Linked DNA regions of Rattus norvegicus: all the other regions are linked to region 3. Evidence: chromatin contacts called from public Hi-C data. All regions are on one chromosome and are shown on one strand. The core of a region is the stretch at or near the end of the contact, and the rest is flanking DNA. Distances in the headings are between cores, read along the strand shown. Region 1 holds the start of Jun (Jun proto-oncogene, AP-1 transcription factor subunit). Region 2 has its middle 100 kb from the start of Jun. Region 3 has its middle 72 kb from the start of Fggy.

Evidence for each region. A called contact is a pair of places that touch in the nucleus more often than the background predicts.
Region 1: a contact with region 3 is called in a Hi-C map of liver, with 1.8 times the contacts expected there. The contact joins the promoter of Jun here to the enhancer-like site in region 3. A contact is called at or near these places in 6 of 12 Hi-C or Micro-C datasets (the A7r5 cell line, the Rat2 cell line, kidney and 3 more).
Region 2: a Hi-C map of Schwann cells shows a contact between it and region 3, with 2.2 times the contacts expected there. The contact joins two enhancer-like sites. A contact is called at or near these places in 4 of 12 Hi-C or Micro-C datasets (Schwann cells, kidney, mammary epithelial cells and 1 more).

Annotation. Positions count from the first base shown.
Region 1 is chr5:115,010,864-115,015,258 of GRCr8, reverse strand. It overlaps Jun (Jun proto-oncogene, AP-1 transcription factor subunit), which reads left to right and starts at 2,266. Exons shown (of 1, transcript NM_021835.3): 1 at 2,266-4,395. The coding sequence starts at 3,124. The coding sequence ends at 4,128. LOC100911221 (a long non-coding RNA gene) reads right to left here and starts at 2,004. Exons shown (of 10, transcript XR_010051917.1): 1 at 999-2,004; 2 at 1-164.
Region 2 is chr5:115,114,704-115,119,338 of GRCr8, reverse strand. No RefSeq gene overlaps it. Among named protein-coding and RNA genes, the nearest start is that of Jun, 100 kb to the right of the region's middle. Within about 2 kb of position 3,353, at least 88 of the 93 cell types and tissues checked have an H3K27ac peak or open chromatin away from gene starts, as enhancers often do. A contact at or near this core is called in Schwann cells, where this site is marked.
Region 3 is chr5:115,439,899-115,444,518 of GRCr8, reverse strand. No RefSeq gene overlaps it. Among named protein-coding and RNA genes, the nearest start is that of Fggy, 72 kb to the left of the region's middle. Within about 2 kb of position 3,233, at least 19 of the 93 cell types and tissues checked have an H3K27ac peak or open chromatin away from gene starts, as enhancers often do. A contact at or near this core is called in Schwann cells and liver, where this site is marked.

The DNA of each region.
Region 1 (4,395 bases), core at 1,017-3,516, 430 kb after region 3:
GACTTTAAGGGAAAGTTTGCCAGAGCCAGAAAATACAAAGGAATGTAACACAGACCTGAGCTCACTTTCCAGCTGTCTGTATACCCCAAGCAAGACGCATGAACTTTCTGGGACCATTTCCTTCCACGAAAAGTCTAGGTAAAAATGTATGCCTCCCAAGATAGCTGTGGGAAGAAAACAGCATACTTAAAACTGCTTGGACTAACTAGCAGATTAGTGTTTAATAGACAAAACTTACTTTTATTACTGTTATCATAAATCATGTAGAATATGAGCTCCTTGGCAAAAAAGGATGAGGGCCGCGCACAGAGTAACTCGGTCTCCCTTAGGGGGAAGTAAATGTATCTCGACTTCACAGAAACCCTGCTCTACCCTGCCCCCACCAAGGTCAGCGCTTGGCTGGCAGCAGCCAGTTACCCTCTGCAGCCGGGAGTGAAAAAGAGCTGGCAGGTTTCCCACCGATACCAGCTGCTATTGGGTTCTGAATACTCAAAAGGCAAAATATCTTAAGGCACAAGGGTACAAACCCTGAGCTGAGTTCTGAGGCAGCAAAGTCCAAATTAGAACCTAGGAACTTAAAGTCCAACTTTAAACCTCAAGTCCTAGGCTGAAGGGCGGCTTAGGGAACAGCTGGTTCCCGGTCCTTTCCTACCTCGCTTAGGAAAATACACTGGCTCCTGCCAAATCACAACCCAGTATCCTCCAAATCGTCCCACCCTCACCCCACCCCACCGAAGGCCTGGGGTAACTCCGAAGCTGGTAGGGAAAGGGGCACCAATTGACCACCTTCTAGTCTCAGAGTCAAGACTAATGCCTAGCAGCCCGATGTAGTGGATGGACCTCATCCACTCTACTTCTAGATGAGACCAATAAAGTTCAGAAAGTTCTGAGATTTGCACTTTTGCCCTGGGAGAACCAAGCTCGCCACCTCTTTAGTCAGTCTTAAGGGGTAGAGGGTGGAGGGCGGATAGCAGAACCTTAGAAAAGAAACAACTTACATGTGTCTAGCGCTTCCTAGAGGCCGCACAGGATATGAATCCACCATCGAGCGGGGAGGGGATTTTTCAGTCTTTCTACCAGGGACTCCTGCTTAAGCACCGTGACTCGGGGCGAGTCCGCAGCTCTCAAGGCTTGTTTTCCCAGAAGCAAATCAGGGAGGGAGGAAGGGCGGGCGCGAACTGAGTGTGCGCGGGGCTGTGTGTATGTGCTAGTGCAGGCGAGCGCTGGGGTTTCCTGAGTTTCGAACCTTTATATGTTGCTTTCCATACCCCAAGGAGCCGGGGTGGCATCTTTCACACCTAGAAGGGGGTCCCTCCGAGGTAAAGCGAACCCCTCCCGGCACGTCCCCAGAAAATGAAGTGTTGTGCCGGGGACCCTGGTGAATTCATTCCGAGCACAGCAAATCTCTGGTTTCCAGCACAGCACACTGCGGCGCAGATCCTTCTCCGAAACTAAACTTCCATGCGCACTCGGCGTGGGAGGGCCACTCTCAAACCCGCTCAACTTCAACCCACTTGCCGCTCCCGCACCCGGGGCGAACACAACCATATTAACCCGCGTCGCTCTGTCTCCCGGAAGTGCGGGGGTGCGGAGCCAGCTTCAATCGCCCAGATCATTCAGCCCTTTCACGGGTGTGTTCGTGTGTTCGTGTGTGTGTGTGTGTGTGTGTGTGTGTGTGTGTGTGTGTGTGTGTGTGTGTGTGTAACCTCTACTCCCACCCAAGCCCTCCGCCCCAGGCCACCAGCGCGTCTCCCCAGCTTTCTGGATCCCCGCGTCTCGGTCTGGGTCCCCAGCCCTGAACTTGAGCCCGCCTCCGACAGACTCCGCAAGGGTCCAGCGGACCCGGCAGCCTCCGTCACTAGACAGCCAAACCAAGACGTCAGCCCACAATGCACCGGGCGGGCCGGGAAAGACGCGCCGGGGAGGGAACCCGGGAACACAAGCCGGAGCAACGCGCGGGAGGGGGAGGGAGGTGGAGAAAGAAGGGCCCAACTGTAGGAGCGCAGCGGAGCATTACCTCATCCCGTGAGCCTTCGCGGGCCCAGAGAAGAATCTTCTAGGGTGAGGTCTCCATGGCGACGGGTGGGCCCGCCCCCTTGAGAGCGACGCAAGCCAATGGGAAGGCCTTGGGGTGACATCATGGGCTATTTTTAGGGATTGACTGGTAGCAGATAAGTGTTGAGCTCAGGCTGGATAAGGACTCAGAGTTGCACTGAGTGTGGCAGAGACTGCCTAGCTGGAGAGCGCTCAGGCAGACAGACAGACGGACGGACTCGGCTAACCTGGTCGTCCGCGGACTCCGGGCTGTTCATCTGTTTGTCTTCATTTTCTGACCAACTGCCTGGATCCAGCGCCCGCAGCTCCTGCACCGGTGTTTTGGGGAGCACTTGGAGAGTCCCTTCTCCCGCTTTTCCCGGAGAAGAAGCTCACAAGTCCCGGCACTGCTGACAGCATCGAGAACGGCTCCGGACCGCGCGAGGAAATAGGCGAGCGGCTACCGGCCAGCAACTTTCCTGACCCAGAGGACCGGGAACAAGTGGCCCGGAGCGAACTTTTGCAAAACCTCTTCTGCGCCTAAGGCTGCCACCGAGACCGTAAAGAAAAGGGAGAAGAGGAACCTATACTCATACCAGCTCGCACAGGCGGCTGAAGTTGGGCGAGTGCTAGCCGCGGCTGCCTAGCGTCCCCCTCCCCCTCACAGCGGAGGAGGGGACAGTTGTCGGAGGCCGGGCGGCAGAGCCCGATCGCGGGCTTCCACCAAGAATTCCGTGACGACTGGTCTGCGCCGCCGGAGAACCTCTGTCGCTGGGGCTGGTCCGCGGGCTCCGAGGAACCGCTGCTTCCCGAGAGCGCTCCGTGAGTGACCGCGACTTTTCAAAGCTCCGGATCGCGCGGGAGCCAACCAACGTGAGTGCAAGCGGTGTCTTAACCCTGCGCTCCCTGGAGCGAACTGGGGAGGAGGGCGCAGGGGGGAGCACTGCGGTCTGGAGCGCACGCTCCTAAACAAACTTTGTTACTGAAGCGGGGACGCGCGGGTATCCCCCGCTTCCCGGCGCGCTGTTGCGGCCCCGAAACTTCTGCGCACAGCCCAGGCTAACCCCGCGTGAAGTGACCGACTGTTCTATGACTGCAAAGATGGAAACGACCTTCTACGACGATGCCCTCAACGCCTCGTTCCTCCAGTCCGAGAGTGGCGCCTACGGCTACAGTAACCCTAAGATTCTGAAGCAGAGCATGACCTTGAACCTGGCCGACCCGGTGGGCAATCTGAAGCCGCACCTCCGAGCCAAGAACTCGGACCTTCTCACGTCGCCCGACGTCGGGCTGCTCAAGCTGGCGTCGCCGGAGCTGGAGCGCCTGATCATCCAGTCCAGCAATGGGCACATCACCACTACACCGACCCCCACTCAGTTCTTGTGCCCCAAGAACGTGACCGACGAGCAGGAGGGCTTCGCCGAAGGCTTCGTGCGCGCCCTAGCTGAACTGCATAGCCAGAATACGCTGCCCAGTGTCACCTCCGCGGCACAACCTGTCAGTGGGGCGGGCATGGTCGCTCCCGCTGTGGCCTCAGTAGCTGGCGCTGGCGGCGGCGGCGGCTACAGCGCCAGCCTGCACAGTGAGCCTCCGGTCTACGCCAACCTCAGCAACTTCAACCCGGGTGCGCTGAGCAGCGGCGGTGGGGCGCCCTCCTATGGCGCGACCGGGCTGGCCTTTCCATCGCAGCCCCAGCAGCAGCAGCAGCCGCCTCAGCCGCCGCACCACTTGCCCCAACAGATCCCGGTGCAGCACCCGCGGCTGCAGGCGCTGAAGGAAGAGCCGCAGACGGTGCCGGAGATGCCGGGAGAGACGCCGCCCTTGTCCCCCATCGACATGGAGTCTCAGGAGCGGATCAAGGCGGAGAGGAAGCGCATGAGGAACCGCATCGCTGCCTCCAAGTGCCGGAAAAGGAAGCTGGAGCGGATCGCCCGGCTAGAGGAAAAAGTGAAAACCTTGAAAGCGCAAAACTCCGAGCTGGCGTCCACGGCCAACATGCTCAGGGAACAGGTGGCACAGCTTAAACAGAAAGTCATGAACCACGTTAACAGTGGGTGCCAACTCATGCTAACGCAGCAGTTGCAAACGTTTTGAGGACAGACTGTCAGGGCTGAGGGGCAGTGGAAGAAAAAAATAACAGAGATAAACTTGAGAACTTGACTGGTTGCGACAGAGAAAAAAAAGTGTCCGAGTACTGAAGCCAAGGGTACACAAGATGGACTGGGTTGCGACCTGACGGCGCCCCCAGTGTGCTGGAGTGGGAAGGACGTGGCGCGCCTGGCTTTGGCGAGGAGCCAGAGAGCAGCGGCCTGTTGGCCGCCACGCTTTGCGAACGGGCTGTGCCCGCGCGACCAGAACGAT
Region 2 (4,635 bases), core at 2,104-4,603, 330 kb after region 3:
AGAATCTCAATTTCTTTTTTTAAAGATTTATTTATTTTTGTTTATATCAGTACGCTGTAGCTGTCTTCAGACACCAGAAGAGGACATCAGATCCCATTACAGATGGTTGTGAGCCATCATGTGGTTGCTAGGAATTGAACTCAGGACCTCTGGAAGAACAGTCAGTGCTCTTAACCACTGAGCCATCTCAAGAACCATAGAAGAGGCTTCGCACGCCATTGATGTTTTGTGGGGGACAGTGGCCTGACTCAGCACCTACTGTCACTGTCCTGAATGTTGTTCGCTTTCCTCTGGAAGGCACCTGTATTCTTGCTTGCGCTTTAGGGTTCAAATATAAAGTAAGTTGACAATATGGAGAAGACACAGATAAAATGGAGAGCTGGGACCAGAGCCTGGAGGGCTCATGAGTGTCATTTTCAACGAGTTCGGACTCACCCGGTTGGCAACAGTGAGCCTGTGGTGCTTTCTGTTCAAGGGGATATTTGATTATTTGATTCTTTGAGGCCGAGGGATGGGGTGCGGTGTGGAAAAAAAAAACTAATTAAGACCAGGTAAAGACAGCGGCCATGAAAACAATTTCTCCACTTAGTTTTGTGGTCTTGATGTGCTATTTCTTCTTGTGAATGCTGTCTGTTCCCTACCGTACCCCAAATGCCGCCATCAAAGAATTGTTTCTCAGTGGACACACTTCTAAAGCTTGAAGTCCAACCCCATCCCAGTCAAAGTTGTACTGGAAACCTTTAACACACCACAGCTGGTCCAGGCTCATTGGAGAGAAGATACAAGCTTCTGTATTCTGAGCAACCTATCAAGAAGACTTGTTCTCCCTGTTGAAGAGTATATTATTGTCTTGTCTTCTTCCATGAGCTCTCATCCTGACCACAGCTGCCTGGGGCCCAAGTTGAAGACAAGAAACTAATGCAAAAATGGCAGCTTGGCCTTTCAGGCTATTCAGAATATTAATACCTGACAGGCTCGAGCGATAAGAGTCTCTGTGTTCTCAGATATCTCTGTGCTCAAAAGGATTCTTGCAGTTGGTTGAGCAGTTGTATCTGACAAATGAGTTGCAGGCTCGTTGGCTTCAGATCCTATTCCCTTGGGTGTAGAATAGGAGTCACAGAAGCCCCTTCTCTCAGGGGGAACAGGGCAATGACGATGCTTGGCCGGGTGCCACATATGACGATCTGTTCAGCAGCCACTGTAAACTACCATAGTTATTGAAAGCTAAGGAGAGCCAACGGCTGAGTTTTGTGCTTCCTCTTCCTTCTGTATGTGACCCTCAACTGGGAATTTAGGACAATACAAGTCCCACAGACAAATGACTGACTGCTCCAGTCGGGAAGATGAATCCTAAAAGGTGAAGAGACAAGGCCAAGACCACACATGAAGATTCAGGCAGACCTGGGTTGGAGCCATCCCCTCCGAGGCCTAGCCATGCTTTTAATTCTACCATTGGCACTGTTCCTCTCTTTCTGTCCCCAAGTAACACCCAAGATCTCAGCCTGTCCTCATTCACTGAGCCTCTGACAGTGGTAAGTTCAGAGCACGGACTGCCCATCTACCCTGCACTGATCGCAACTCTACAAGCTGACAGTGTTGCTGAAATCCACCTTCTGCATTAGGGAGATAAAGGGCAGAGAGGTAAAATCAGGAATCCCAGTCTTCCAATAAGTAAAGCTCGGATCTAAACCTGGGTGGTTGTGATCCTAAGGCTGAGGAAGGCACAGGCTCAGCTGTGGAGGGCTACTTAGGGGAGGCACAATACAGACAGAGATGTACAGCCTGGGCTTCAGGCAGTAGAAGGGTGGAGGTCATGGGGATGGATCAGAAAGTCTCCCGGAGCAGACAGTGGCCTTCTTCTGGCATCCAGACTTGACTCGGTTTTCTCCAGGTTGATGAGCATGGAGCAAGGGAAGGAAGAGAGACTACGAAAAGGAAAGGAGGTCTGAGGCAGACAGGTGTGAGGCTGCTGGGGTGGGATGTGGTCAGCTGAGGAGAGAGAGATCTGGGTATGTAACACTTAGGATAAAGAGGCAGGAGGATCATGAGTTCAGGTCTGGGAGTTGGAGGGATGACTCAGCAGATTCGAGTTCTTGCTGATCTCCCAGAGGACTTGTGTTCTCCTCCCAGCAACTAGCACAAGGCTACACATAACAGCCTTTAATTCCAGTTCATATCTTTAGAACTCCTTAGGCACCCACACACATGTAGACCATGCTTGCTCATTTATGCGCGTGTGTGTGTGACACACACACACAGAGAGAGAGAGAGAGAGAGAGAGAGAGAGAGAGAGAGAGAGAGAGACTGTTTTTTTTTAGGAGTTCAAGCTACTTGGGGAGTTAGAAACTAGTCTAGGCTATACAAGACCAAGCCTCAAAGAGAGAGAAATGAGATGTTGACCCAAGGTATGAGGTGAGCCAGTTACTTCTGGAAGCTGCAGGGTCCTCACCGGTACAGAGTGCATAATGCCTGCTTTACAAGTTTCTCTAAATACTAAATGAGATGCAGGAATATGTCCTGACTCGGTGCTATTCGTTATTCACCTCATAAAACTACTTCCCTCAATAAAAGTTTTTAAATGAGCATATTTTTACTTATGCTCCCAGGAGCACTAAGAATCTATCTCATGATTAGTCATACGCCATAACAATATAATTAATAATAATGTTAATTGCTGCTGATTGAAGGCACTAAGTGCTTAATATGTATAATCTATTATCTAATCTAACCCTCAGCACGTATCTAAAAGATAGGTATCATTACTCCCATTTTATGGGTGAGGATAATGAGACCGGGAAGTTAGGAAATGTGCGCAGGTCACCCGCTGGGATAGGTCTGGCCTTTCAGAAAAAAAAAAAAAAAAAAAATTGTGCATCCACCAAAAGGCCAAAGTGGGAAATGCCCTGCCTTTGGAGTTCATGTTGGTTTTGGCTTTCTCTCTCATTTCTTTTTCAGAAAGAAAGCAAACATTTTAAGTGTCCACCGAGGAAGAAGCAACCTTACAGATGAAGAAGAGGGGGTCCGAGCGCAGATGCCCCCAGCCCTTTCCTCCCCGCCACCCCCTACCCCCACCCCAGGACTACTGCTGTTCTGCGGAGGAGCCAGGTCCCTGCGCTGCCCCTTCCCACCGTGGGTGGCTCCCAGCGGCAGGGAATCACATTATCTGTTGGGAAGGCGTCCAGCACCCTCCTCCTGCCAGCCAGTGTTTGCTCAAGGCCTAGCTCTTCAGAAACTGAAACCGGCAGCCGGGGCTGCCAGCCTGAGGACGCCCGCGGGCGCTGCCCAGGCTTTACCTTCTATGGGGAGGCCCGCGGCGGGCGGAGCGAGCCGGCGCCGCTGACGTGGCCGCCCTGCCCTCGCCCAGGGCGCCCGCCTCCTCAGCGCCGGGTGTGGGAGCGCGGGGCCCGGAGAGCGCAGTGCGCGGGCGTGGGAGCGCAGGAGCGGCCGGCGTCTGGTGCGGGAGGCTGGGGTGCGGAAGCGCGGGCGGGGCTGGCGGTGGCGGCCGTGAGGGCTAGCAGTGGAGGGCAGGCGAGTAGGACGTGGGTCTTAGCGCTGGAAGAGCAGGAAGAAACTAATGTCTGGTCTTTATATTTGGTGACGTGGATCGAGCCTAGGACCCGAGAAGAGCTCAGAACATGGTGACAGTGTTACTGTCCTTGCCCATCCGATAGGGGAACAGTGTGCCCTGTGAGTTTATGAATTTTCTTCCTTCAGAATGTTTAGGTACAGACTGAAGGAGATCAGGAGATGTGAGAGGGTAAAGGCTGAGAATGGATAGGGACACAAATTTGCTGTCTCCCAACTGATGAGATGACCTCAGAAAGCAGTAGCTGGATTACAATCCAGAAGGCAAATTTAGGAAAGTACTTTGTAAACCACCGATTTAAGACAAAGGTCCCTTTCACCTTCAGAGTTCCTTCAGCCATGTCCTCTTACTTCACGATTCGAGCTACTTACCAAAGTAAATAAACCCACAATTCGCTTCCTAAATAATTAATCAAAACCCAGAAGTCACTCAACACGTTTTCAGTAAATATTCACTGGGAATGTCTAAGTACCAGTTGTGGCCTGGTGCTGTGCTGGATGCTCCGGGGTGGGGGTGGGGGTGGGGGTGGGGGTGGGGGTGGGGGTGGGGGTTGGGAGGATGGACAAAAGCTATGTATGTCCTCATGGAGTACCCAGACTGTTGGACACAGAAAGCGAACAACTTAGATATTGACATCCAACTAACAAAAGATACGATGTTTCTACAGTGGACAGATGTTTTCAGTCTAAAGTATATAAAGGTGGCCTGCCTTTCTCCACTGTGGCCTCTTAAGGAGAGAGAGAAAATCTTGGCTCTATATATGAGTGCACACACACACACACACACACACACACCACAGTATTAATTCTTTGATGGATCCAGCAAGTCCAAGTTCCTGCCGCATCATGAAAGCCTACAGAGAGACCCTGTGGCTTGACTCCTGTTTATGTGTCCCTCCTCATAAGAAACTCCTAACAGATGTCTTCAATTCAGTCCTTGGTGAGTGGCTAAGAGGATGGGCTTTGAAGCCAGGTGACAAGAGTTGACTTCAAGGCCTTTCTCAGCAGTCCTCTAACCATGGGCCAAGTACTTGACCTCTGTGTCCCTAC
Region 3 (4,620 bases), core at 1,984-4,483:
TCTTAAATTAAGCATTAGACATTTAAAATATGTAACACAGTGATTCAGACTACATCTGCCATAAACACTCCCTATGCTTCCAAGACGTTTAGTTACCTCTTAAGACAACACCATTGCCCACTGTCCATTCTTCACTCTCTAGTTACCAGAAACCTCCAGTTTGCTTTCTGTTCTGATACATTTGTCCATTATGGGCATTTATTATAAGTAAGTGTAAAATCATTTGCACTAGTTCCTTTTACTTGGCCTGTTCTTGATATTCATGCACTTTGTATCATGCTTAACTATCAGTCTATGCTATGGGTATAGGGTATTTCATTGCCTGCTTCTCTGTTGATTAGATGTTTGGGCTAAATTCCCCTTTGGGTTCAAATGAATAATGTTATGAGGATTACTAATGTTTATCAGTGTCTCTAGACTTTTATACTACATAAAAGTTATTTTTATTTGTTTAGCCCATTGGGTCTCTGTCACTCTTAGCTGATCACGCTTTTAACGAAAACAAAGTCTCACGCAATTACTACTCCTACAGCTTGTCTAAAAGTTGAGAGTTTGAAGAGCAGAAGGATTCAAATGCTGTCACTTTCTTTATGCCATGATTTCTTGTGCTTTCTTTGGGTCCCCACAATCTTACCTATGACTTGGGAATGCCAGGTCCCTGAAGACCAAGGTCTAAGCCAGATAATCTCTTGAAGTCTCATAGGGAGATTCTTCAATGCGTAGTTACAGGAAACATGGGTCCTACTGAAATGCAGACTCAGTTTCCTTGGAGCCTTGTCCGATCTCCTTGCCTTCCTTTGTCCTTAGGCTACAAATGCTCCTTTCTCTTCCTGCCTGGCCTCCTTGCATTTCAAAAACTGCACATTTTTCCTAGTCCGTCTTTTTAAAGGTGTGTGTGTGTGTGAGTGTGTGTGTGAGTGTGTGTGTATGTGTGTGTATGTGTGTGTATGTGTGTGTATGTGTGTGTGTATGTGTGTGTATGTGTGTGTATGTGTGTGTGTATGTGTATGTGTGTGTGAGTGTGTGTGTGAGTGTGTGTGAGTGTGTGTGTATGTGTGTGTATGTGTATGTGTGTGTGAGTGTGTGTGTGAGTGTGTGTGTGAGTGTGTGTGTATGTGTGTGTATGTGTGTGTGTATGTGTGTGTATGTGTGTGTGTATGTGTGTGTATGTGTATGTGTGTGTATGTGTGTGTATGTGTGTGTATGTGTGTGTGTATGTGTGTGTGTGTGTGTGTGTGTGTGTGTGTGTGTGTGCGCGCTCTCGCTCATGCTAGGTGTCTGTAGAGGCCAGGAAAAATATTGGATCATTTGGCTCTGGAGTGGCAGGTAGTTGTGAGTTGCAGGAGCAGGTGCTGGAAGCAGATCTCTAAGGTCCTCCTGGAAGAGAATGAAATACTCATAACCACTGAGCCACCTCCTCAGCCTCTTTATGGTCCATCTTCAAGTGCATGTAGCAATTGTTAGAACAGCAGACAATCCTTAGAAGCCACTCCTTCAAAATCGAGAGTCTAAACGCTGGCTAGAGCATCCCTTTTCACTCTAGATCTTTCTTCTCTATCTCATGACAAGTTCAGAGGCCTCTGCTTGCTTGTCTTTAGCACCCAGATTTTGGTGTCTCTAATGAACATATTATTATGACAGTTACCACTGTTATTCCAACTCCATCTGATCATGAAGGCACAGCTATGGCTTAGAGGCGTTAAACACACTGACTTGGACTCATAAAGCTCTCAGTAGCTTGTGTCATTGCTCCCTCCTTCCCTTAAGTCAGTCTGATTCTTGATATATACAGACAATATATTAAACATTTGAAAATCATTTAAAGTTAACAACCATTACTCTCTATCACTTGCTAAGAATTGTATTTGTTCCTTTACATAGACCGTTTAGTCCTTCAAGCTTGTTAAGTACTAGCTCATGTCACTATTTTCACTTTATCTGTGAGAACACTGAATCCTGTCAGACAGGCTGAGTAACTCGCTCAGTGCCCCGGGGTTTGTAAAGTGTCACGTGATATATATACATGGCCACTTTTTGAGCCTCAAAATGAAATCAAAATACTTCCATGTACCCATTCCTGTGTTTATAAAGCTGAGTTCTTCTGCTAGCTCACTTGTGGTAGAAAACAAATATACTAAGTTGGAGTTCCCACACAAAACAGGAAAACATGAAGAACTCCAATGTTATATGTGGTATGTCTCAACGGCTGCTAATTAAAATCACAAGGTATTTTTAAATGATGAGATCCTTCTAAAATTCTCCACATTTTTAATATTCAAAGAGAGGTTTGCAGTAGGCTGAGGTGTCGAATACCAAGACACTGGGTTCTAATCTTTGGAGTCTGTAAATGTTACCTTTACAAAGCAAGGGACTTTGTAGACATAATAAAGACTCTCGGTGAAGAGATTATTCTGGATTACCTCACTTATGCTCTGAGAGGAGAGCACATGGAGACTGGCTTACCAGGTAGTGAGGCAGAGTTTGGAGTGATACACCACGGCTATGAGGCATGCAACAGCCAAAGAATGGGTTCTCCTATTCTCTTCTATAACCTCTGGGGAGACTCTTCACAGGTACAATCGATGGTGCGTGCTGTGAGTAAAGGCAATTCTTTTGTATTAAACCACTAAGCTATGGACACTACTTATGGCAGCCACAGAAGACTGCAGACCAGCCTCTGTACCACAGCGTCATTAGAATCTAGGACCTCTAGGAAACATGACAATTAGGAAACTGTGCTTCAGAAAAGTAAGTTGGCTTGCCCAGGTCCACACAGTCAGTGGTGAAGGAGCTGAGACCAAAGCCCAGTTCTGAGGAGAACTTTGCAGATCACTTTATTGTTGATCAACTTTCTATATTACTGTTGGTTCTTAGGGGAAGCCACTAATGTTTATTCCTTCTTTTCTCTTATGAATAGGCCAATCATCTGATGCCCTTGGTCATAGTTGCTGGAACTGTAGACGTGGCTGGATTCACTCCTCTGGAACCACCACACTCTGGCCTATTGTGAGCTTTTATGCTGGACATGGGCCTGTTATGCACTTCTGGCCAGCCTAGCTCAGGCACTCTCAGCTTATCAGTCTTATTGGAAAACATGGCAAGCCCGCCCATGGAGGAAGCTGCCTACAGGCCAAGGCGCTGGCTCTGAAAGACTGCATTGTCCTTATTTAGAATTGCCTTCACTTGGACTAGCTTTGCTCTTGCAAAACATGTTTATTCTGGTTTCCTCTCCCTCCTGGCTGCCTGACCAGTATAAACCCAGAGAGCAGCAGCTGCAGCTTAGACCTGGGCCAGACAGGGTAAGCTGACTCTCAAGGAAGGACATCAAGGGCAGGAAGGAGTGCATGTTGCAAGTTTAAGATAGATGAGATTCACCACCACCACCTTGTGTGTGTGTGTGTGTGTGTGTGTGTGTGTGTGTGTGTGTGTGTGTGTGTGCGTGCGCATGTGGGTGCACATGCGTCTGTCTGTCTGTCTGTCTGTCTGTCTGTCTGTCTGCCTGTCTATATTGTGTGACTCCTGGGAGACTTCTCTCTAAACATATCCTGCAGAGACTGATCTTAATGTTACACAAAGAACACAAGAACAGGAGGGTAGAACTTTGCTTTTTCAAGCAGTTTTAGCAAAACAACAATAATGATAATGATAGTCTTCACACCGCAGCAACTTCCTATTATTAAATACTTATTATATGTAGATGGATCCTTCATCAGAGCATTTGCATTTGATTCTCCAGAACTCCCCCCCAAAAAAATCTGTCTAGCCAGTGCTTGTAATCTCAGTGCTGGGGATGGGGAGCCAGGCAGATTCCCAGGGCTCCCTGGCCAGTCAGACTAGCATACTTGGCACGTTCCAAGACAATTTCTTTCTTTTAAAAACAAAAACAGAGGACACTTGTCCTCAGAACTCCACATACAGGTGCACACTAAAGACTGTTCACCAGCCCATGTGTGATGTGCAGAAACACTAAACACACTCACACACACACACACACTCACACACACTCACACACACACACAAACTCACACACACACACACACACACACAACTATAAAGAAAGCATAGTGCCTGGTGTTAAACCCTTTATATGACTCGTTTCACTTAACTTTAAGTAGGTGCTTTCAATAATCTTGTTTCATAGAAGAGGAACTGAGGCTGAGATGAGGTCGGGCTCCTCAGCCACAGAGCAGCAGTGTGAAGCCAGGCCTTCTTGGTCTACAGGTATATTTTAGGGACTTGAGTCTAGACTTTGTGTTAGAACAGTTAGGTTTTACCCAAGGTCACGTCCTAACACGGCCAGTGTTCTGAGATGCCAGAAGCTTGTCCCAGTGAAACCTCAAGTGTAAAACAGAAGAAAAAGCCCGTCACTTGCTCTACATGAACGCTGTTATCTTGGGCCTGGCATACATCTTCCATGAGCAGACAAAGGCAGCAAGAAGCGGAGAACCACCTGCATGGAAGGGGCTGTGATACCTCTATGACACTTCACAGTGTGTTGACTGAACACAGCTCAAGAATATCCTCCTCTGGGGAGCAGCCTCATTTCACAGGAGATGAAAGGTTAAAGACTGTGAGATGTTTATTCAAGGAAACTGTTTATATGGGGGTTGGGCCTGGCTG